Regions from separate parts of the Mus musculus genome. Here regions 2, 3 and 4 are each linked to region 1. Evidence: chromatin contacts called from public Hi-C, HiChIP or PLAC-seq and promoter capture Hi-C data. All regions are on one chromosome and are shown on one strand. Each heading gives the region's core, a stretch centred on a gene start, on an enhancer-like site or on the middle of the called end of the contact. The rest is flanking DNA. Distances are from core to core; before and after follow the strand shown. Region 1 holds the start of Hhip (Hedgehog-interacting protein). Region 2 overlaps Gm30605 (predicted gene, 30605). Region 3 holds the start of Gypa (glycophorin A). Region 4 holds the start of Anapc10 (anaphase promoting complex subunit 10).

What was found. Promoter capture Hi-C pulls out the DNA fragments that hold promoters and counts their contacts. Hi-C and Micro-C count contacts between places; a contact is called where the count stands out from the background. HiChIP or PLAC-seq counts read pairs in DNA pulled down with a chosen protein or histone mark.
Region 2: a Hi-C map of the HPC-7 cell line shows a contact between it and region 1, with 1.8 times the contacts expected there. The contact joins the enhancer-like site here to the promoter of Hhip in region 1. A contact is called at or near these places in 8 of 39 promoter capture datasets (the 3T3-L1 cell line, the HPC-7 cell line, HPC-7-derived erythroid cells and 5 more), 6 of 484 Hi-C or Micro-C datasets (the HPC-7 cell line, embryonic fibroblasts, nephron progenitors and 2 more) and 3 of 115 datasets of contacts at active chromatin or transcription factors (astrocytes, embryonic forebrain and forebrain).
Region 3: a promoter capture Hi-C map of embryonic stem cells shows a contact between it and region 1, with 2.4 times the contacts expected there. The contact joins the promoter of Gypa here to the promoter of Hhip in region 1. A contact is called at or near these places in 19 of 39 promoter capture datasets (the 3T3-L1 cell line, the HPC-7 cell line, HPC-7-derived erythroid cells and 11 more), 1 of 15 datasets of contacts at CTCF or cohesin (large pre-B cells), 16 of 484 Hi-C or Micro-C datasets (LSK cells, bone marrow-derived macrophages, cortical neurons and 10 more), 17 of 115 datasets of contacts at active chromatin or transcription factors (acute myeloid leukemia, astrocytes, bone marrow-derived macrophages and 10 more) and 3 of 9 other capture datasets (adipose tissue, embryonic stem cells and macrophages).
Region 4: a contact with region 1 is called in an H3K27ac HiChIP or PLAC-seq map of embryonic stem cells, with 2.6 times the contacts expected there. The contact joins the promoter of Anapc10 here to the promoter of Hhip in region 1. A contact is called at or near these places in 3 of 39 promoter capture datasets (cranial neural crest, neural stem cells and stem cell-derived epiblast-like cells), 1 of 484 Hi-C or Micro-C datasets (nephron progenitors) and 6 of 115 datasets of contacts at active chromatin or transcription factors (embryonic stem cells, epiblast stem cells, neural tube and 1 more).

Annotation. Positions count from the first base shown.
Region 1 is chr8:80,056,074-80,060,131 of GRCm38.p6, reverse strand. It overlaps Hhip (Hedgehog-interacting protein), which reads left to right and starts at 2,124. Exons shown (of 13, transcript NM_020259.4): 1 at 2,124-2,895. The coding sequence starts at 2,617. RefSeq lists an enhancer at 3,656-4,058.
Region 2 is chr8:80,313,921-80,317,850 of GRCm38.p6, reverse strand. All of the region lies in intron 3 of Gm30605 (predicted gene, 30605), which reads left to right. Among named protein-coding and RNA genes, the nearest start is that of Gm39208, 31 kb to the right of the region's middle. RefSeq lists an enhancer at 2,400-3,506. Within about 2 kb of position 2,345, at least 145 of the 459 cell types and tissues checked have an H3K27ac peak or open chromatin away from gene starts, as enhancers often do. A contact at or near this core is called in the HPC-7 cell line, astrocytes, forebrain and 1 more, where this site is marked.
Region 3 is chr8:80,491,962-80,495,449 of GRCm38.p6, reverse strand. It overlaps Gypa (glycophorin A), which reads right to left and starts at 1,405. Exons shown (of 8, transcript NM_010369.3): 1 at 1,363-1,405. The coding sequence starts at 1,396. RefSeq lists a cis regulatory region at 1,501-1,683.
Region 4 is chr8:79,709,308-79,713,098 of GRCm38.p6, reverse strand. Anapc10 (anaphase promoting complex subunit 10) reads right to left here and starts at 1,336. Exons shown (of 5, transcript NM_001357234.1): 1 at 1,255-1,336. It overlaps Abce1 (ATP-binding cassette, sub-family E (OABP), member 1), which reads left to right and starts at 1,359. Exons shown (of 18, transcript NM_015751.2): 1 at 1,359-1,556.

The DNA of each region.
Region 1 (4,058 bases), core at 875-3,374:
GGCATAATGGTCTTTGTTTACCATCCTGACACTAAGTATGTGGATGTAGGAGCATCACTAGTTCAAGGTCATTCTTAAAGGTCAGTCTTAGATACCAAAGACTTTGTCCTAAGAAGAAAAGAAGGAAATAACTTTGTCTCCTTTAGATCATTTATAAGTGTTCTGCCCCTTGACATTTAGGATCATACCTTATAACAGAATCATAAGTTTCTAAAACCCAGTATTAATTTACGTCAAGTGGGCTTAACCTGGAAGTGTTCAGCACAGAGTCCCTGACCCAACAGTATTAACATGAATTTATCACTTAGGAGTGGAAGCTTGAACACCTGACATATTTTAGAAGGATTTTCATTCTAGGAAAAGACATTAAGATAGAATTTAGGAATTAAAAACCTTAAACCCATGTAGACGTGTTCTGGGATCTGAATTACATGGAATTATGCCAGAAGCTTGTTTTTGATAGAACTCATATCAAGAGCTTCAAAAGTGAGACTTTTCAAAGTCTTAAAATCCTTAGTGTGATGTATTTGATATCCAAAGACTTGTAGGCAGAATGAATGTTAGCCACGGAAACCAGAGTAGTTTTCCCAGTAACAGGTCCACAGTGATGCAGGGCAGTCGTGGGGGTGGGGGGGGGGGGCGGGCATTTGCTTAAGCTGGGGGCTAGGCCAAATGTCTCTGCAGGCTTTAGGTTTATTCTAACAGGACACTTCTTTTGCTTTAGAAACTCCTAACTTCACACATAAAATGTAATCCAGCATCCAGGGACGAGGCTCACCCAGCCTCTGATAGCACTTGAAACGCCATCAGTTACCAGCTTCATCCTCCACCAACTTTCACTGGGGCTTCATGAAATCTGTTTCCAAATATGGTGAACATTCCTCTATTGCCAAAATGGGAAAAACAGCCTTATCCCCTCATCAGAAGCCATCTACAAGGAAATCAGCTTCCCTATGAAGTTCCCAAATAGAAAAAAAAAAAAAAAAAAAAAGCACATTTCACATTCCGTGTGCAGCTCCTGGGAGGTTTGTCCCAATGCCACGGGGCTCCAGTAAACGTGAAATCATAGCTCTTAATAATATGGACATCTTTCTAGAAATGCTCTAAGCAGAACTTGTCCAGTTAGGGAAAAGGGAAATTTATTTGTACTTATAGAGTTATGTGGTGCTTGTATTTCTATACTTTACATAGGAGATTAAATTCTTCCTCTTCTATATTTGCACACCAGAAAGTTTGTGCCCAGGGGTGTGTGCGTAACATGTACTTTATAAATGCACACAGTACAGCCAGTTTGAGATATCTACAGGTGTCTTCCAGACGACTTAGTCTGGGTGTACAGGTGGTCCCTTTAGGCCATCTTGCATAAGCCTGGAGAAGGACTCAGATTCAGCCCTCTCTGGGATACCCAACCCTTCTAAGCACATGTGTCTCTGTGCCCACTGCAGTACCTCCAAGAACTTCAGTGAGGACCTGTGGGTGGCCCTTTGCAAAAGTCTCCAAACCACCTCAGCCTACACAGAAACTTGCAGCATCTGGGTTCTTTCTCCTCTCTTAATCTCCAGGATCACTGAAGACCAGCAGCATTTGTCTATGCCTGCCAGAGAGGGAAAGGCACCGACAAGCTCCCAGACGCCAGCTCCAGCCCACTGACTGAGTCCATCCCTCCCTGGGCTGAGGGAACCAGACCTGGTGGGCAAAGCCAGGCAAAGATTCCTCCCTTCTCACCTCTCCTTGTCCCCCTTTACTCACACCATCTGGGAGCATCAGCCCCATCTTCTTGAGTGGCAGCAACGTACTTTCCTCCCAGGCTGGGCATCAATGGCCAGGCCACCCCCACCCCGGCACCGTTGCGTTCCAGGTTCCGAGCCCCAGAGGCTGGCTCGGAGGGCTCCCTCGTCCGTGTCCCCCCCCCCCGGCCCCCCCCCCCCCCCGGCTCCTCCGTCCCCGCCCCGTCGCAGCCGGAGGCCACCCTGGGCCCCGGCGAGCGCTAGCTCCTGGGCCGCCCCCTCCTCTCTCCCCCATCCCAGGCGGGGGCGCGCGAGCGGCGGTGACGTCAAGGGGCGCGCGGTGGCAGCACCTCCCCGCGCGCTAGTTAAAAAGAAGAAGAAAAGAGGGAGCGAAACATGAGAGGCTGTGTGAGAAGCTGCAGCCGCCGGCAGAGGAGACCTCAGCATCCTCGGGAGCCCAGCGCCAACCCTGCCTCCGCCCGGCCCGCTGCCACCACCGCCGCCCTTTCGGTTCCTGCTACTGTCTCACCTAAACAACTCCCATTCAGCGGACAAGCGAAGTTCTATGACTCTCTTCTCCTCTCCTTCCTCCTCTTCTTCCAACTCCTTCTCCTCCCACTTCCCAACCGCTGTGGAAAGCCCCTAACCCAACAGACGCTGGCAAGGCTGCGGACAAGTGTCATCTGCACTTTATCTTGCTGCTCCTACTGCCCTAAGGCAAAGTTGCATAGCTCTACATCTTTCTTTCCCAGCCACCTCCCTCTGCCCCCAAGAGCGTCCCGCCGCCCCGCAGCACTCTCCTGGAGCTGCGCCCTAGTGCCCCTGCTGGGCAGTGGCCTTTCCCCCACCCCATCCTCCCGCGTCCTGCCCTTGCTGCTCCGGGCAGACGATGCTGAAGATGCTCTCGTTTAAGCTGCTACTGCTGGCCGTGGCTCTGGGCTTCTTTGAAGGAGATGCGAAGTTTGGGGAAAGGAACGAGGGGAGCGGAGCGAGAAGGAGACGGTGCCTGAATGGGAACCCCCCAAAGCGCCTAAAGAGAAGGGACAGGCGGGTGATGTCCCAGCTGGAGCTGCTCAGTGGAGGAGAGATCCTGTGTGGTGGCTTCTACCCACGAGTATCTTGCTGCCTGCAGAGTGACAGCCCTGGATTGGGGCGTCTGGAGAACAAGGTAGGCAGTCCCCTGCCTCGTACGTGTAGCTTGCTGAGATGCTGATAACTGCAAGAGAGTCCAAACCTAAGTAGTTGTGATAACTTTTCTAAGGTGATTAAGTGTTTTGGGTGTGTGTTCTCAGCAGTGTGCAGATAGATAGCTCTTCCTGCTCTGGAGTCGGTTGTGGGGATGCTGGTCAAACTTGCCTATCTATAGAGAGAGACTTTTTGTGGTACCCGCGTCCTGGTCTGAGCAAATATTTCAAAAGAATCGAGATTAGCTGTATTTTGGATCAAATGGAGCACTTGGTGAGGTGAAACTGTAAATTAGGGTGGCTGTGGTTTCCGGTTTACTTTTCTGGGGGCAAAAAAGATTTGTTCAGTTTTCTCCACGTGCTCTAACTAGCGAGCAGATTGAATTATAAAGGCTCTCCGGGCACTGTTGGTTTATGATCCTAAACCCAATCTGAAGGGTCTAGCGTGCATGACAATGTGTTAAGTCAGGAGAAGGGAACTCCTGGTACTGAAGAACTTGGGAGATTTTGCTGGACCTTCTTACTCGGTGGTTTGTCCTTCTTGTATCGTGGATCCAGGTTTTCACTGGTACTCCGTAGTCTAGGAGGATCTTGTCTGGAAACTTATATTTCTGAGTGATGACATATGAACTTCCCATGCATGATTAGCTTATCCAAGAAGTATCTGCCCCGAGTGCAAGAGGTCACTGGTCTTGATTCTGCATCAGATTTATTTTTACATGGGATGCTGTGCTGTGTGCTGTCTGTGGGATCCTGTCATTAACAATCACTGCACGGGGAGATAAACAATCAGGTGTCTCTGCTTCCCCTCTCTTTGCCCATTTTAGGTTTAATTAAGAATTCCTGTTACAAGCCTGCAGTTGTCAAGGTCTGAGAGACACTTGGAAAACTTGTGCTCCACTCTTGCTGGCCCAGGCACTAAAAAAAAAAAAAAAAAAAAAAAAATGCCCAAGCTGAATCTAATTTTTATGCTCAGTTCACGGTAGATTTCACCCTATTATCATGTAAACAGCTCCTGCGAATCAACATATGTGTCTGGGTGGTACCTCTCACTTTGTTTTGTAACAAAAAGCCATATTGCATCATTTAATTTGCTCAAGTCATGCAAATAGGAAAAAAATCAATAGGACAAAAAGGGGTCGGCTTA
Region 2 (3,930 bases), core at 1,096-3,595, 260 kb before region 1:
TTTGTTCTCCTTTTGTACGGAGCAATGTCCACAAAGAACATAGAATGGCTCTAAATGGATCAGCACAGCTCTGACTCGTGATCGTTTTAGAGGATAACAAGATGCTCAAAGGTGAATCAGGCTTTAGTAAGCCATTAAGTTCTGGGTATTACACAGATGTACTTTTCAGAGTGCTTTGGGACATGATCTGGAGTATAGGAGCTGATGAATGTTAGGAGGAGATGAAAATTATCAATCAGAACCTCAAAAAATGCTATATATATATATATATATATATATATATATATATATTCTGGAAACTGAACACTAAATGGCAAACCAAACTCTCAGATTCCCCAGAGTCTGTCATTCATACACACACACATACACACACACACACACACACACACACACACACACACACACATATATATATATATATATATATATATATATATATATATATGAGACAAATTCTGTCTGGCACAAGGATCATTTCTGGTGGTTTTCAGTTGATTTAAGCTGCAAATGCTGGACAACCGAGTAATGTAGCTTTTTATTTGTTTGTTTGTTTTAATACATACACATATATGTATGTATACACACACACAAACATATGCATACAAACACATAATTTTCCATGGAGTTAAGCATATGATTACTGAAAAGTTACTGAATAGTGCACATTTTCTATGTACTCCTTCTGTATGGAGAGTTCTAAAAGTCATAGCTCTTGTAACCAGTTATGCTATATTGATCCAAACTAAGAGAACAACACTAGGACACTTCTGGAAACTAAATGCTAAATGGCAAGCCATACTCAGATTCTCCAGGGTCTGTCCTAAGGTTCTTCTCTGGTTCAAAGAATTGATCCAGGATATTATAATAAACTGTATTGAGGTTCGTCTTGGTTTTAAGTGAAGTCTTTCTCAGGACTCAGTTGATGCCCTACTGATACATCACCACTTTTGTAAAGAAGACCTCCTCTTTGGGTTCTGTAATATGCAGAGAAGAGGGTAGACAGCGGGTGGAGAGGGAAGAAGGGAGTACCCCTGATGGTTTTATTTTTGAATCTACCTGCAGAATGAGTCAGAAAAGTGGTTTTCCTGACCTGCCTATCTTCTCAGGCCTGAGGGGGGGAAAGGTCAAGTACTCTCTCTTGATGACTTTGTTAATCTCTAGAGACTCAATGGCTATTCACCCGGATCAGCCCTGGGTTACTATTTACATGTCTCAGTTGGGAAAAATGAAGGCCTGCCTTGCAGAATAACTGCTTAGGAGCACAGAAGCAAATCTCACACATAGGACCAAGCTGAAGGCTTTAAAGGAGACAGATACAACTCAGACTTGAAGCCCAGCACAGTGATGAGACTTGTTAGAAGAAAGGGTGGTTTGCCAAGATGGCAAGAAAATATTGTGTGTATGTATATGCCCACGCACAAGTTCGTGTGTGTCTACATGTGTGTGTAGGTATATGTATATATGTGTTTACAGAAGGCACAGGACTTTATGAAATGCCTTCCTCAGCCTGTCTCCTTCTTTCATGAGACAGGTCTCACAAGGTCTCTCACTGCACCCAGAACTTGAGCATTGTCTAGATTGGCTGGCCAGGAAACCCCAGGGATTCTCTGTTTCTCTCTTCTATGTGCTGCTCTCACAGATGCACGCCTCCACATCAGCCCTTTTAACATGGATGTTGGGGTTTAGAACTCAGGTCTCAGTCCGTGCATGACAAGTACTTTACTGACTGAACCATCTCCCTATTCCCCTCTACCCCAAGAAAATGTTTCTGCAAAGAAATATTTAGAACAGAAACTGAACATGAAGGCTCTCGGTGTGTTTGGGAAGGTGAGAAGGTGTCCCAACCCCCACAATTGACAAATCCCGGCTGGCACAAGGATCATTTCTGGTGATTTTCATTTGATTTAAGCTGCATTACTCGGACAACCGAGTAATGTAGCTTATTTGTTTGTTTGTTTTAATGCATATGAGATCTGCAAGCCAGTGCCTTGCTGGGTGCTCTCTCTGGATCTTGAGGTCTAAACTGTCTTGGATGGAGGAACATTCAGAGAGAGTTAGCTGCATTTTGGACCCAGGATCCTGAGCTACAGACATCAAAGTGAGCGGCTTCTCCGTTCTGCACCAGCAGACGTGCTGGAGGTTGAACGGCAGGTATTACAGCCCGGTAATGATCATTCATCTTAGTCACAATCGCAAAGAGCTTTCCATGCCTCCCTCCCTCCTCGTGCCTCCCTTGCCTCCTCCGTTCAACCCCTTCCCTCACAATCCACACGAAGCAAAATGTGCTCATTCCTTTGCCCCAGTAATGCCAGCAATGATGCTGTTGGGGGCGGGGCAGGGTTCTCGGATCAAAGAAGCCTCTCGAGCAGTGCCCTGTGTGGGAAAGGAGCCTCACTCCCCAGCCTGCCTCTCTTACTTTCTCTCTCCACACCAGGCATTCTTTTATCGGTTCAAATTAACATTAAAGAACAATAACCAAGTGATTCAGGACTGCAACCCGACAAACAAACAAACCAAAACCTGGGATCCTTCCACAATAAAACTCCATAGAATGCAAGAAACTGGCACATTTTAAAATGACTCTTTATTAACAGAGGAAAAGAAAAAAAAATCATATGAGGTAAATCCTTCACCAAGCAACTCACCAGGGAGCCTGGTAAAAATAAATTGCACAGCCTTAATTTTTCTAGCAGCTTCCATGCTAATTCTTTGAAACTGAGTACGAAGCCCTTGGCCTAATCCCAAGAGCCGCGCTATAGTAAATAGTGCACATTTAATGCCGAGGTTCCTTTTAGCACCATTCAGACAGTGACTTCAGCTGCACAGCTTAGTCATAGCAGACATTTTTGTGGTGAAAGCATTAAACCCACATGCAGCTCTTTTTCTGTGGTCACTGGGGGTCATGCTCCTTCCCCATTAGCTGAATAAATCATAAAGTCGGCTTGGACCACCCAAGGAGCACGGCCAGCATGCCGCAGGCAGTGCCTACAGCTTGCTATTTCTTTTCAGAATCTACAGGGGGAAAAAAAAGAAGCAGAAAAAGAAAAACAAGGTGGAAAACACACACACACACACACACACACACACACACACACACACACACACAGACTGGCCATAGGAAAACATTTTCTTTTAAATTGCAATATCTTTGCAAATAATTTTTTTTCTTGTATAGTTTTTTTTAAATCTATGTTGTTAAAAACAAAAGAAGCTTAAGAAGAAAGTTAGTTGAAAAACTAAAGCCACACGCATGCCTCCTGTCATAAACTACAGTTGGACGGATTTTATTGTTGTTGTTTTCTGTTGATTTTAAATTAAGGGAGCCCACCCTGTGTGGCCGGCCTCTGATAAGACACATAGCAGATGCAACGGGGGAGCTGTGCATCCGGCAAACTGACAAGGCCAAAGGGATTTAACAAGGAAGCCACCGTGTTGTCTAATGTCCCCTGTGTCAAGTGATTCACTCCTTCAGGGGTGGGGGCGGTGGACTGGGAGGAAGGTCTTGCAGGCCCCATTCCCATCCGTCAGTAAATAAGATAAGAAACAGGAATTTTAAACACAACTATTAGCAGGCAACTGCTATCACTTCAACAAACCACAGCTCCTTAGGCTGAGCAGTTTCTTCAAGGGGACAAGAGGGGGGCCAGAGGAAGACATCGATGCTTTTATCGAGCGCATGAGCATTTAAAAAAGTGCACTGACTCAGAATTCTGACCAGCATTGTCTGCTGTAATTCTCTCCTCAACCTCCGGGCTATCACTTCCCTAACACCAAGGGAAATTGGGCAAGAAGATGGGCTTACAGTTCTTCAGAGGTTCTTAGTCCCTCAGCCTTCTGTGTGCTGAAGGAATCTGGTGCCAAGTGACCAAATGGCCTGTCTTCCTGAGCAGGCCTCCCTGGGCTCTCAGGAACTTGGAGAAGAAGGTTCCA
Region 3 (3,488 bases), core at 156-2,655, 440 kb before region 1:
TATTTTCCTCGTTTACATTTTCAATGCTATCCCAAAGGTCCCCCATACCCACCCCCCCAATCCCCTACCCACCCACTCCCCCTTTTTGGCCCTGGCGTTCCCCTGTACTGGGGCATATAAAGTTTGCAAGTCCAATGGGCCTCTCTTTGCAGTGATGGCCGACTAGGCCATCTTTTGATACATATGCAGCTAAAGACAAGAGCTCCCGGGTACTGGTTAGTTCATATTGTTGTTCCACCTATAGGGTTGCAGTTCCCTTTAGCTCCTTGGGTAATTTCTCTAGCTCCTCCACTGGGGGCCGTGTGACCCATCCAATAGCTGACTGTGATCATCCACTTCTGTGTTTACTAGGCCCCACATTGTGCCCGTGTTCCTAACGCTTGCCTCATACCCTCTGCCAGGGAGACTGAATCTCACCCAGTGTCCTACAGAGAGCTCAGCACTTCTCTGCTGTCCACCCTGACTCAGGCCGTAGCTGTGCCATGGATGAAATATGCTCCCCCCCCCCTCGCCTGGGCTATGTGTTTCTAACACAGAGTCACTCACTGTGTTTGAGAGAACATGGCTTAAAATATCCTCAGGAGGCCAAAAGTAAGGCTACTTTAAAATATTTTATTTTATATTATATTATATTTATTTTATTTTATATTATATTTATTTTATTATATCAATTTATCTTAATAATTTTTAAAATTTAAATTTCGATTAAAATTTTAAAAATATTAAATTAAAATTTTAATTATTTTAATAAATTAAATTATTTTAATAAATTAAATTAAATTATATTAATTTATTTTAAAAACATATTACTTTGGATTCAGCCCAGCCATAGAGCAATTAGAAAGGTTTTTGTGGTTATTGTTGTTTTTGTTGTTGTTTTCTTAGTAACAGTAGTAACAGTTCCACAAAGAGAAACCCCTCAGTTTCATGCTGACAGCTTGTCTCCTCTCAGCAGGAGAAACTGGTTATACTAGTTTTGAAAAAGAAAGGGCATAAGTCTACCCTAACCTTCACCAGTTAACCTTAGCTTAGAAATAAGTCTCTTCATAGCCCCAAGCGAAGTAACATGGTTATTTATGTAACGATATTACTTACACTTGATACAAGTTTACTGCTATCTAGGGTTAGAATCAAAGGCATTTCTTAGACTGGGGAACTGCTATTCAGGCACAAATGGTTGTGGGCTGCAGTGTGCCACTCCTGTCCCTAGCTGAATCCTATTTAAACACACCCTCCAGACTGAAACTGAATGTACTACTCAGTCATTGGTTCAGTTAAGTAAGAAAACCAGCATTGGGGCAATTCATAGTTTAAATAAGTCATCGAGAATAAAATATCATCAAGCTGAAAATATTCACTCACCTGATGTTGTCACAGCAGCTGTGCTCTCGGTCATACTGGGAGTGTCTGTCAGCCTTAGGAAGGCCTTGCCTACCTCCTGGTATCTCTCAGGCCCACCTTCCCGGGGCCTCTATCCGTTGACACACATTGGCTAGCATTTAAATGATGCAACATTATTTAGTGTCTGTTAATAAAGATAACTAGAGGTCTGCATAACTGCGAGGACCAGAGTGGAATTAAAATCTTTGTTCCAAAGAATTGCCTGCTGTGTTAAATTTACTTCATGTAAACGAAGTGAGCACCACAAGGCAGCACCAAGGACCACTCAACTGGACATAGAGACTGCAGAGGTCAGGGCAGGCGCTGGACTTGGAGAGTAGGAGTGTTTCTAATGCGGGGGTCCCTATGATCCCTTAAGAAAGTGGCTTCTTGTGTACGAACTGCATGCATTGAAAACTTTACACAATGTTTGCGAACTCTGAGGTTTGAAAGGCTGTCAAGCTCGTGACAGCTCAAAGAGTAATGAAAGAAACGTGAGTCGGGAGAAATCTTCCAGGAAAGTGGAATTCGAACTGAACTGCAGTGTCCGTGTGGCTATAAAAGCAGTTACGTGCTTTACAATGCTTTAAAATGCTCTGTTGCTCAGTGACCGTGAGGCAATCCCCAAATAACAAAAGTAAACGCTAGAAAACAAGACCAGGCAAACCCCAGTCACCCTGAAAGCATAAAGGGAGTGTGTGTAGCGCTGAGCAGAAGCAGGAAGCCCGACCACAGCGGAGACAAACTCCAGGCAGATACCGGCTTGGGCTCAGGACATAGGAGAAGAGTAGCTTTGATTCGAAAGTCTTTGGAAATCAGCCCTTATTAAGCTGCGGAGCGGGAGCTGACCACCAGCTAATAGAGAATTGCGGTTCTTTCTGGTGTCCTTGATGCGTCCTCCCCTCCCCCCCCGCCCCCGAATTTAAAGAAATGCAAAAGCTGGTGGCTTCTCAGGTTGAAAATTCGAGTGTGTGGAAATGGAGACACGTGGCGACCTCTAGTGGCTGTTCTGCATAATAGAAACGAAATGTGGAAACAAAACAAAACAAGAAAACACAACTGGAGAAAACATCAAGTCTTTCCCTTCCTCTTCGTTGTCCAGGAGTATCATCAGGTCGTATCTATGACTTACATCCCACAAATGTGTCAGGCAAGCACAACTGTGTTTTGAGAATTTTGAGCCAGCGTCTGAAGATTAAACAATTGTGTTTGAGACATGCAATCTGACAGAGATCTCATCAGGTTGGTTCTGTATGTGCTTGGCTACTTTTCTCTAAGTAGTATTGGGCCAGTCACTGCAGCGCCATGCAGAAACACAAGCTACGATGTTGGAGAGGAGGAAAATAGTTTGGATCCTTGAGCTCTGTCCGACGTCTATCGTCCTTGTTTTAGCCGTTCATTTCTGCCTACGAGTATCTGCCAGCTACCTCTGCTTCAGATGATTGCTACAGGTGATTCCTGCCGATCTCAACAGGAGGGCGAGACTTTTATGGTTTTTTTTTTCCCACGGGAGTTCGCACCTTGTCTCTGTGTTCCTATAGAATGTTCAAACTACTTCCTGTTTTATTTTCTTCATCCAAATGCTTTTTTAAACTTAAGGAAACGCAAGATTATACACATATGACACTCAAAATGACCCACTTGGGGAGGAAGGGGGCAGACGCAAGAGCCAAGGAGTGGACAAGTTTGCAACATAGCCCATGCTTATTCCCATAGGAAGCTGTGAGATTTCTTTAAGGATGAATTTATTCATCATTGATCAAAAGGAGGTATACTTCAATTAAAAAACAGGGTATTAAATGGAAAAAAAACAAGATTATTCTTTGTTTTGTTTTGTGTGTGTGGTTTTGACAGGATAGTAAATGGAGACAAAAAAACAGATTAGTCTTTGCTTCTTTGTGGTTCTGACAGGCTTCAACTCAGGGATGAAAATGGAGGATGGATTGGGAAGAACGGAGGGAGGGGTCAGGATCCACAGCCAGCCTACCTGCTTTCTTGGCTTGAGTGGTCTGTGGGTTCCCAGGAAATGCCTGCTGGGGCTAGGGCATCAGATAATGCCATGAGTCCAGGGAGAGAGTTCTGGATGGAAAGATTTGTGTGATCCAATG
Region 4 (3,791 bases), core at 87-2,586, 350 kb after region 1:
AAATATAAAAACAGAATTTCAGTGCCCAGCGTTGTGGCACATATCTGTAATCCTAGTACTCAGGGAGGCAAAGGCTGCAGAAGCACAAGAATCTGAGTTCCAGGTCAACCTGGTCGACCACAGTGAGCTCCAGGACTACACAGAGATACCTGTTTGGTTTCAGACCCGGGACCAGGGAATGAGATGCATATTTTAAATACCAAAGCAGGACCTGGCTTCCAGGTTCTCCCAGCATCCCTCAGTCCCTATCTGGATATCCTGCCTGGAACCTTGAACTTTCCAGCCCAAGGGCTGGGCTGCCCTTCCCCCAGAGGTTTCTCCCTATATAAACCAGACGTTTTGGTCTCTCTTCCTGTTTTCCACTTCTTTCTCTGCGTGCACTCAACCCCTTCTCTCTTTCCTACCCCCCCCCCCCCCCCCCGCTTCCCCATGGAGATTTCCCTGGCCTTCGTCCTTGGGGCTAGTGAACTCGCCCATCTAAGATCAGCTTCCCAATAAACCTGCATTTAATATACTCTAATCTGGCTTAAACTGGCTAATTTCACTGACGGCAAAGAAATAAGCTATCAATACTCTGTCTACAGAAATATATCAAAAAAAAAAAATAAAGTAAAATTTCAATGGCAAAATAATCACTCATATTTCCTTCATCCTCCTTACCTTTTGTTAATCCTAGTAAATCTATGAAAAGTATGAAAAAAAAACTTCTTGGAGAGTGAAAACCATGTTAAATTGTTTCGGTGACTTTTATGGCTACTTTACACTATTGTAAATTATACTTATAATAAATTCCATAAAGTTCTGCTACAAGGCTAACATAACTATAGACCACCACCTTGACACGTCCCTTTGGATTCCAAACTATCCTTATAACCACCGCACAAACAATAATAATTTATAATTTACATAATCACAGAGACATACATTCCGTTAAAACATGAATACCATGCCATTGGAGATGTAGGGGGAGAGGGGCGGCCCATCTCGACACGGGAACAAAATTCAAAGAACAGCCAAGTAGATGAGACAAAACGCTAGGGAAGAAATGGGTTCCTGGCCTTAAACAGTAATACTGAAGGAGCTGAGAATTAGACTTGGGATCCTGCCTACCACCTCCGTCTTACCGGATTAGCAAGGCCCACAAAGCCTGAGGAGACAGCAAGCCTAACGCCGCCGAGACTAGGGAGAAGGGCTCTACCTGCGCCCGCTAGCACACAGTTCTCTAAACCGAGGGAGAGCCGCTGTCTTACACACCTGATTCGCCACAATTCCGGTTCTCAGGCCCCCGCCACTCCCACTGCGGCTCGACGATTCTAGGCTCCCTCAGTTCATTGGCGTCGCGGCGCAATGACGTCACCAACGTCATCACTCCCTCCAGGGCGCCGACTCTGCGCTCTGTCGCGCACGCGCACTATGCCCTCATGCCTTGCGCGAGGCGGCGGCTGTGCACCGCCATCTTTGCCGGTGGCGGTAAGAACACGCTGTGTGCTAAGACCTGACGGCTAGCGCTGCTTTGGCTACTGCACGCCCCGCTGTAAGGGGCCCGCTGTCTCCAGGTACGAGAATTCGCGGGAGAGGTTTGGTGTTAGGCGGCCGGCTGCCACCTTGGGAAGACTCTTAGGGACACAGTCGGAACGCCTGTAAGTTAGGCCTCAGTAGCGGAGACCGTAGCGCGTGGCAACCGGCTCCAGCTGCACATCTGGGACGCCGGAGCGTTCCGCGCGCGTCCGTTCGGCCATCCCGGCCTCAGGGCGTCTGTATTCCAGACACGGCCCGCTGCCACGAGAACGGTCGCAGATGCCATAGCCTCTGCTCGCCACCCTCCACTGCCCCTTCCCCCCACCCCCGCTCCCACCCTCAAGCTAACCCTTCTGTGGAGGACGCTCCGCACCCAGCAGATCCCCCAAGCTTCCCCTCACAGTCAGACGGCTATGTTGGCATTTGGTTGTAAGAAGTAATCCTTTTTTTTTTTTTTTAATAATTGTGGACTGACTCATAGCATCTTGCCGCCATGAAGTCCAGTGCTCCTAGTCCAGTCCCAGACTTTATGGAAATGATAGGCAAACGTTCTATCTTTCTCATAGAGCGACGTGTTCTCAGTTGGGACTGCGGTTAGTAGACCAAGTGAGTTTCCGAGTTGAGTGCCTGTCTTTAGGACTTCCGAGAAGCACTTTGTAGCACCCTGTCCTCTTCCCATTAGTGACTTAATCTCTTGTTTATTACCTCTTCGGCTTCTTGACATCAGGGATGCTGTCTTCAAAATGCCTTTAAATATCCTTTCTAGGCTTAATACATTGTAGGTATTTAGTATGTGTTGCAAATAAATGATGGTCAAAGGTGAATTTCTGAACCTCAAGAGCTACATAAGTATTTTCTCTATTTTGATGGTAAAAATGGTAACTAAGGAATAGCTGTCAAAAAGCTTTTATTGCTTTGCCCTTTCTTCCAAGGGACTACAAACTACGGAGTTAGAGTAACATTTGTATTGTAGCCTATGGTCCTGTATGCTGAAAGTAGTCACCCTGTGTCTGTCAGTTGATAATGTATTCACTATAATCAAAAAGCTTAAATATTTTTGAACCAAAATGTATTTAAGGTTTTATCTTTTCATAGCACTGCTTAGCTCACCTCTATAAATGAAACAACAAAGACAAAAATATGTTTCAGAAAAACATTCTAAGTGTTTTCAGATCTTTTTGTATTCCTAAAAGTTTTTCCTGTAATAATTCCTCTTCAGGTGTCTTTCTATTGGAAAGAAGGGAACTAACTCCATTTCCATAATTCTTGGAAATCGGGAGGTTGCACAAATTATGTTTACCTATGTAACCGTTATCCAAAGAATCTATATTTCTTTTTCTTAAATGTAAAATAATTTATTTTATTATTTAAATCAATTTAATTAGCCACCTCTAGTATATTTCTGTTCCCTATAAATATTACTTATTATAGGCTCTTATCATAGTGAAAGATTTATTCTCTGAAAATACTTTCATTTACTGGGTACTTTGTAGAAAAGCATTTTTTATTTGTATTGGAATGCATGGTTTATTAGTTTGTTTGCTAAAATAGTCAATTTCTTTGACGAGTACATGGTTGGTTTGGGGTTTTAAGTAAGCTTTAGAGGTAAAGTAAAATCATTTAATTTCTAAGTTAAACTTAGGAGACCTGTATCAGTTTTTAAAGAAATGACTTTGTCAGCACAACAGTTAAGGTTTTAGTTTTTGTTGATTTGGTTTGTTTTTCATTACTATAGCTTTGCTCACCTCTACCAAAACAAAGTAGAGCATTTACCAGTTTGAAATGAAGTAGTCTGGTAGTCTGTAAATGATGGAAACCTTGAGGTCTAAGAGTGTTCTTAGGGAGGAAGAGGAAATAGTGTAGGACAACAGTGAGGAGCAAGATTGCTTCTGTCCCTCCAAGTCTAATCATACGAATGGCTAAGTAAGTTGTGGGTCACAGATAAAGTCAGCATAGTATCTTTGCCGATGGATAGTGTTGGCTTTTGGCTTTTTCTTCAGATTTAGAGATAAACTAGACTATGAAGGCACTGTTAGAACTTAATCCCTTTAGTCACATGAGGGAGTTAATGTAAATACACTAAACCAAATATTATAAAGATTGTAAATTTGATCTGATCTTAATTCTCTATAGGCGTTATATAGAAAAGTCTTTAAGACATAGTAAGTATGTATACAACATTGCTACTACATAAAAACCTGGGCTGTAGCATGATGCTCATAACTCTAATAAGCATTTCCCACTTTCCATCAGTAGTAGTCATTATAGTCGGT